Linked DNA regions of Zea mays: region 2 is linked to region 1. Evidence: chromatin contacts called from public Hi-C data. All regions are on one chromosome and are shown on one strand. The core of a region is the stretch at or near the end of the contact, and the rest is flanking DNA. Distances in the headings are between cores, read along the strand shown. Region 1 holds the start of LOC100383569. Region 2 holds the start of LOC100191565.

Region 1 (3,422 bases), core at 503-3,002:
TATTACAGAAAAATAAAGGTTCCTTGGTCCCTTTCAGCATACCACACTTGACCATGCACGAAACTAAGAAAATTACAAATTAATTCAAATTTGTACCTCGTCCTTGAATAGGAGCTTGAGTGGTTCAATAAGTTTTAATTTCATATCTTTTGGAAGGCCACCTACGTTGTGATGGCTTTTGATGGTGTGGGAATGTGTCCTTCCACTCCCAGGAGGTGGGCATGATTCAATTACATCAGGGTACAAAGTCCCTTGAACTAAATATTCGGGCCTTTTTCCTATCTTCTGTTCCAGCTTGTGAGCAAAGTCATCAAAGACAGCTATGAATTCCCTGCCAATGATCTTTCTTTTCTTCTCTGGGTCTTCGACACCCTTTAACTTGCTGAGAAATTGCTCTGAGGCATCAACACATGTCACTGGCAGGTGCAAATCACTTTCAAAGGTTGTCATTACTCGCTCTCCCTCCTTGTACCTACAAATGAGGTTCTGTGTTAGTTTCATTGCAGATTGCTTCGAGATAAGCACAAGTTCTATTCAACAGAACTTCGAGAAAGAAAAAAAAGGCAGCATATCGTTACCTTAATAGACCATTATCAACAAAAACACAGTGAAGCCTATCTCCTATCGCCTTGTGAACGAGAGTGGCGGCGACCGTTGAATCAACACCACCTGACAATGCACAGATAACATGCTCGTCAGGGCCAACCGTGCTTTGGATGGTCTTGATTTCTTCATCGAGCACATCTTGCATCTTCCAATCAGCTTTGATCCCACAAACATCAAAGAGAAAGCGGCGCAGTGTTTCCATTCCTTGGGCTGAATGTGTAACCTTTACACGAGAAATTTCAATACAGTGACAACCAGATGGTATACAAAGACAAAGCACAATGCACCGGACACATAATCAACAGTAATAGTAATAGAAGGGGCAAAGCACGTAGAAGATTATTTGTACTGGCAGAAAAAAGAATTAAACCACTGAGCTGCTGCTCGGTAGGATGAATGAACAAGATAAATGCACTGCAGCCTGAACCGAAAGGACCAGCAGCACTTGGTGAATGAAGCAATTAAGTAGGCATATAAATGATTGGCATTTACTGTATCATGGTGATTAGCACATCATCATAGTACGTAATCAGCCATAACGTCTACTACCTCGGGGTGGTATTGGAGCCCATAAAAGCGATTCTCCCGGTTCTCAATGGCCGCGACGGCTCCCTGCACGCTGCGAGCAACCACCTCGAACCCTTCCGGCAGCCTAACCACCTCGTCGCCATGGCTCATCCACACCGTCTGGCGCTTCCCGGTCTCCGCCTGCCCGTAGAGCGCGGAGGAGGCCGCCGTCACCTCAACGTCCATTTTCCCGTACTCCTGGCGCTCCCCGGACACAACGGCGCCTCCAAGGGACTGCACGAGGAGCTGCATCCCATAGCAGACGCCGAGCACGTGCGCGCCCGCGGCAGCCGCGAAGCCCAGGAATCCCTCGGGGAAGGCGGGCGCCCCGGGGGCGTGGACTGAGTGGGGCCCGCCGGAGAGGATGACGGCGCGTGGGCGGAGGCCCTCCAGGGAGGCGAGCGGCGCCGTGCCGGACACGCAGAGGGAGAGGACGCCGAGCTGGCGCACGCGGCGGGTGATGAGGTGCGTGTACTGCGAGCCGTAGTCGAGGATGAGGACGAGGTTCTCGCCGGAGCCGGCGGACACCGGGAGCACGGAGGCAGCGGCGGTGGAGCCCATGGCGTTGGCGGCTGAGAGCAGAGGGAGGGTAGGGTTTTGGTGCGCGCCAACTGCTGTGGGTGCTCGTGCCGACGCGGGTGGATTGTGTTGTACTATAAAAAAAAAAGAGAGGGAATAAGAGACGCAGAGGCGGCCTTTGTTTGATCCAACGGCCGAACAAAAGAACTGGACCGTCCTGCGCTGTCAAGGTTGCTGGGCCCCGAGCTGGTTTTGGGGGACTTGGCCCAACCCAGGACGGTGGCAAGGGTAGTAGCTAGTAGGAAAGCGATACGGACACGAATACGAAAACTAAACCGAGTCTGTGAGTCGGCTGCGCCCACGGCCCACCGTGTTCTTAGCTTAATTCATATTTATGTTCATATTCAAAATTTACTCCGCGAACAGTACATTCTACCATAGAAAACAATATTTTGATGACCATACAAGTAAATTGTTAAACAAAATAAGAGGTGTTTGGTTACTGTTGAGAACCATATTCGGCACTTATCCGGTCGTGTGGATCAGACTCTTTGCGTCTTGGACTGTCCGCATGAGAGACCGAACGGTCCACGATTAAATTAATTTAGATTAAAATCTATATTCTTTGCGTGATTATTCTAGTAAATCTTGCCAGAACGGTTGGAAATCGTATAGGCTAGACCTCCTTATGGACGACATATATCCCCTGGGTCCACTAGAAGGCTAGAAGGCCTCGCGAAATACTTTAGGCCCATTACTTCGTAAGGCCACCCCTTCGTGAGACAGGGGAGGAATCACTGACAGAATGGATCGACGCAAGGTTGGACAGACTCGAGCCCAGACGTCTTATTGGGTTTAAACATTATCCACATCATTGATCCGATTCTCACGCGCAGCGGCCTCAGACGTCGGAACCAAACGAAGATAAGTCGGCAAGATAATAGAAAGATAAGTTCAGTTGGTTCACTATTACTTATGAGCACATAGTTATCATACCTGCATGTAATGCCCTACGGCCGAGTATATAAGGCCTAGGGGCACCCTATCAAAAGACAGGTCACTCATTAGCCATCTACTCAATTCTCTAGCATCCTTCATACTAGAGAACTCCCCTGTAACCCACCACATAAAGTATGGATGAAAACGGGACGGGTACCCGGAACGAGTATCGGATACGGGTACCAAAACGGAACGTAATTTCGGATACGGATACGGGTATTTTGTTTGTCGGGACGGATACGGGTATTACCTGGATATTGAACCTCGGATACGGGTAGGATACGGAATCACTAATACCCGGTCAGTACCCGAAAATCCTGGGTCGGATACGGGTACCCGGAATTCGGGTAGCCGTTTTTTCTTTTTCTGCATAATATAGTTATAAAATCATAACTTTTACATATGAAATCGGATGAAGATAAAGTTTATATGAAAATTGTAGAGCTTGAAGAGATCTATGACTTTGTAATACATCAATTTTTTGTTTAAACAATATTTTAATGATTTAATTGTATTTTGATGATTTTCTATGACAAGAAATTAATAATACATAAATAGCCTCAAAAAATCGTGAAATTTTACGGAGATACAACATATGTCCATATGTACCATAAAAAATGTTTGGATCATAAGATCTATAAGATGCCCACGTTTCTTTCCTTTCACTTTCACTTATTTGTATGAGTTACATGTGAAATTAGTGTAAGTATCCAAGTTTCAACATAATCAGT
Region 2 (3,422 bases), core at 618-3,117, 160 kb after region 1:
AATGCTCAACACATTACCATGAACTAACAACTTCTCTTATGAGCATGATCACATGTGGTTGTAAAAGCAAATTGAGGAATATAAGAAAAATACTTTTTGGCTTGAAAATGGGCATACTATAAACCTTTATGGATCAAAGTGATAAAGGTATGTTTCTATTACTTAGTCAATTGTTTTAGGCACTCATCATATTTGCCTAAATGATAGGGATCATCTGAAGTCAAGCCAAAAAAGGAACAAGCTGCATTGGTGTGGGCAGCACCGGACAGTCCGGTGTGCACCAAACAATCCGACGATTGTACGGTCGAAGAGACCGCTCTCGGTTTCAGTCGCCCCCTCGGCTATAATTCACCGGACGGTCTGTGCAGAGCGCTGTACAGTACGGTATGATAGTCAGCCAATGGTTATTAGCCACGTCAGCTAGCTCTAATAGTTAGATGGAGCACCAGACAATCGGGTGCCCCCACCGGACAGTCCGGTGCCTGTCTATACAGAGTTCGTAAGTTCAATTCATTATCTAATGTTCATAACAAAAGTAAAATTACAACGCATACTCTAATTCAAAGCTGCAAAAAATATCTAACTAGCATCATCCCTAACTTTGTGTTCTTTATCAAGTACATGAAAGTGTGGAATGAAGTGTGGTTTTAATAATATATGGGCCATTTCGTGTCTCTATATGAGCCATTTCGTGTCTGCCTTAAACAGGCTATCCTCGTGCCCGCCCATGGGCCGCAACCTCGGCCCAAACCCGACCCGACACTAAAATATTTTGTGTCGTGCTTTTTTCGTGCTTCAGGCCCAACCCAAATGTACACCTATACTTGAGGCTATAAAAGGACCCCCTATGCGCCATGGAGCAGACCCCAAAATATACTTTGAGCACCCCACAACTCCGAAACTCCGCGACGACGTTTTTGATTTGTTAGAGAGAAATTTGAGCGCGTTCTTGAGCTGTGACTCTGTCGTTTTGATTCGTGTGCTCTCTTCTTTGCTTGTGTGCGTGGTGTAGCTGCAATTGTGCTCTTGTGTGCATTTTTACTCCTCTCCTTACTCCGGATTTGATTGTGATTATTTGTGTAAGGTGTGAGAGACTCTAATTTATAGAGATTCCTCACAACGAGATATTGACATCAGGAAGACAATTGTAGCACTCAAGTTTGATCTTTGGATCACTTGATAGGAGTTGAGTGCAACCCTTGACAAAAGGAGGTCATCACACGTGGAGTAGGTATTGACCGAACCACGGTAAAAATCGTTGTGTTTCTTGTCCATTTTTACTTATTGTGATTACTATATTCTTAAGTTCTCATACTCACTTGTAATATTGCTCCAAAGTTTAACACTCATCTTAAAGGAGCAATCAAGTGAAGAGTTCTCTTTTCTTCTCTCTTCTCATCCTAACTTGGTTTTAGTTCTCACTAACATGTTTTATAAATCAAGTGTGTTGTTTAGAGCTAATTTCGCAATATCACTTATTCACCTCCCTCTAGGTGCTTTCAACGGGCCGTGCTCGTGCCCGCTCGTGGGGCGTGACCTCGGCTCAAGCATGACCCGATGCATAATTTCAGGTCGTGCCATGCTTGGACTATGTTTTTTTATTTTGGTGCTTCGGGCAGAATATCAGACCCGACCCAAATATACATCTTTAACAGAAGAGTCACTGCAAGCAAAGATTAAAGATCCTACGAATTTAGCATTGACTAAAACAAAATTTGTACCAAGCTAGCGAGTGAGCTCCCATGAAGATGCCAAAATGACGAGAACTCGCTGCGGAGCACTTAAAGTGGCGAAGCCAGACGAGGAAAATATTACAATCGCAAATAACTTCATCCGCACCAGAGGCGTTCTCCCTCCCCCGCTGCACCTTCTGTCACGAGTCCCTCGCCCGGTGCGGCGCGCCGCCTGCTCGACGAAATGGGGCAGTGGGACGCGCTAGTGGACGCCGCGCTCGCGAGGCTGGAGGCCAGGAGCCTGCTACGTGCCACGCGCCCCATCGCGCTCGCGGCGCCGACCGCGGCGCCGAGGACCTTCGACGGCCCGGGGCCTTGGGACCATGCCGCCGTCGAGATCCGCCTCGACCGCGACACCCTGCACCAGTGGCTGGCCGAAGGTCAGTGCCAAGAAAAACTCCCCTCTGTACTGTAGCACATGCTAAACACACACATATTCATTGCCTTCTCCTCTCGGTAAGATTTGGTTAGGCGATGAGGCGGGTGGACAGGAAGAACAGCTGGATGGAAACCTGATCCTCTTCTCAGGGAATGACTACATGGGCCTCAGCTCGCATCCGGCAGTCCGTGAGGCTGCTGTGAAGGTGTGCCGCCAATGCTGCGCTTTGGGCTGTGGCCACTACTTGATATATCAATTGACTTTGACTTAGTTGGTGCTTGCCAGGCAGCTCAAGATTATGGCATGGGGCCAAGAGGCTCGGCGTTGATATGTGGTTATACTACTTATCACAAATTGGTGGAGGAATCATTAGCACGACTGAAGAAAAAAGAGGTATCCATTGACGTATTCAGATTGAAAATTTGCAACTTCGGATCCTTATCCTGTAGTGGTTCTGCAGGATTGCCTTCTTTGCCCCACTGGATTTTCTGCCAACATGGCTGCAATTACAGCCCTGGGGAGTATTACCTCTCTTTTGTCCCCTGGAAGAAAACCTGCAGAGCACGAGAGAATTGCCATCTTCTCAGATGCGCTGAACCATGCTTCAATCATTGATGGGATTCGCCTTTTGGAGCGGCAGCAAGAAGCATTAGTGTTTGTGTACAAGCACTGTGACATGTTCCATCTCGATTTCCTGCTGTACGTTTGTTCTTCGCTTTGCAGTAATATTCAGTGTACTCACACTACTTGAATTAGCAGCAGCTATAGTTTTATAATCCCTGCAGGTCCAGTTGCTCATTGGAAAAGAAAGTTGTTGTCACAGATAGGCAAGTCACCACTGACTAAGCGTTGGTGTTTTTGTTAATGCTGATGCGTAGCAATTGCTTGTATATGTACTTTATTAGACTAACAATATGAAAACCCCTTTTATTTTATAATAAAGTGCAGCCTGTTCAGCATGGATGGTGATTTCGCTCCATTTCCTGAACTTATTAAATTACGCAGAAAGTATGGTTATTTGTTGGTCATCGATGATGTTAGTATTTTATCTCCTCGCAAGCAAGTTTTTTTTCTTGCAGATCTTTGTACTGATTGAGTGCCGTTCACATTTTTCTTTTGTCAAGGCTCATGGGACACTTGTTTGCGGTGAGAATGGTGGTGGTGCAGCTGAGCTGTTTGAATGTGAAAAGGACATTGACATAGGTGTTGGCACCTTAAGCAAGGCTGCCGGCTGCCAGGGTGGTTTTATAACATGCAGGTAATATACTCTTGTCTAAGCATGAGAGTCTGTGGTACAAACTCGAAGGCTC

The links. Hi-C and Micro-C count contacts between places; a contact is called where the count stands out from the background.
Region 2: a contact with region 1 is called in a Hi-C map of ear, with 3 times the contacts expected there. The contact joins the promoter of LOC100191565 here to the promoter of LOC100383569 in region 1. A contact is called at or near these places in 2 of 25 Hi-C or Micro-C datasets (ear and tassel) and 1 of 3 datasets of contacts at active chromatin or transcription factors (leaf).

What each region holds. Positions count from the first base shown.
Region 1 is chr10:151,313,133-151,316,554 of Zm-B73-REFERENCE-NAM-5.0, forward strand. It overlaps LOC100383569, which reads right to left and starts at 1,753. Exons shown (of 6, transcript NM_001176217.1): 1 at 1,156-1,753; 2 at 579-829; 3 at 97-472. The coding sequence starts at 1,734.
Region 2 is chr10:151,471,872-151,475,293 of Zm-B73-REFERENCE-NAM-5.0, forward strand. It overlaps LOC100191565, which reads left to right and starts at 1,868. Exons shown (of 11, transcript NM_001367088.1): 1 at 1,868-2,113; 2 at 2,205-2,317; 3 at 2,398-2,505; 4 at 2,573-2,811; 5 at 2,898-2,939; 6 at 3,061-3,148; 7 at 3,237-3,370. The coding sequence starts at 1,918.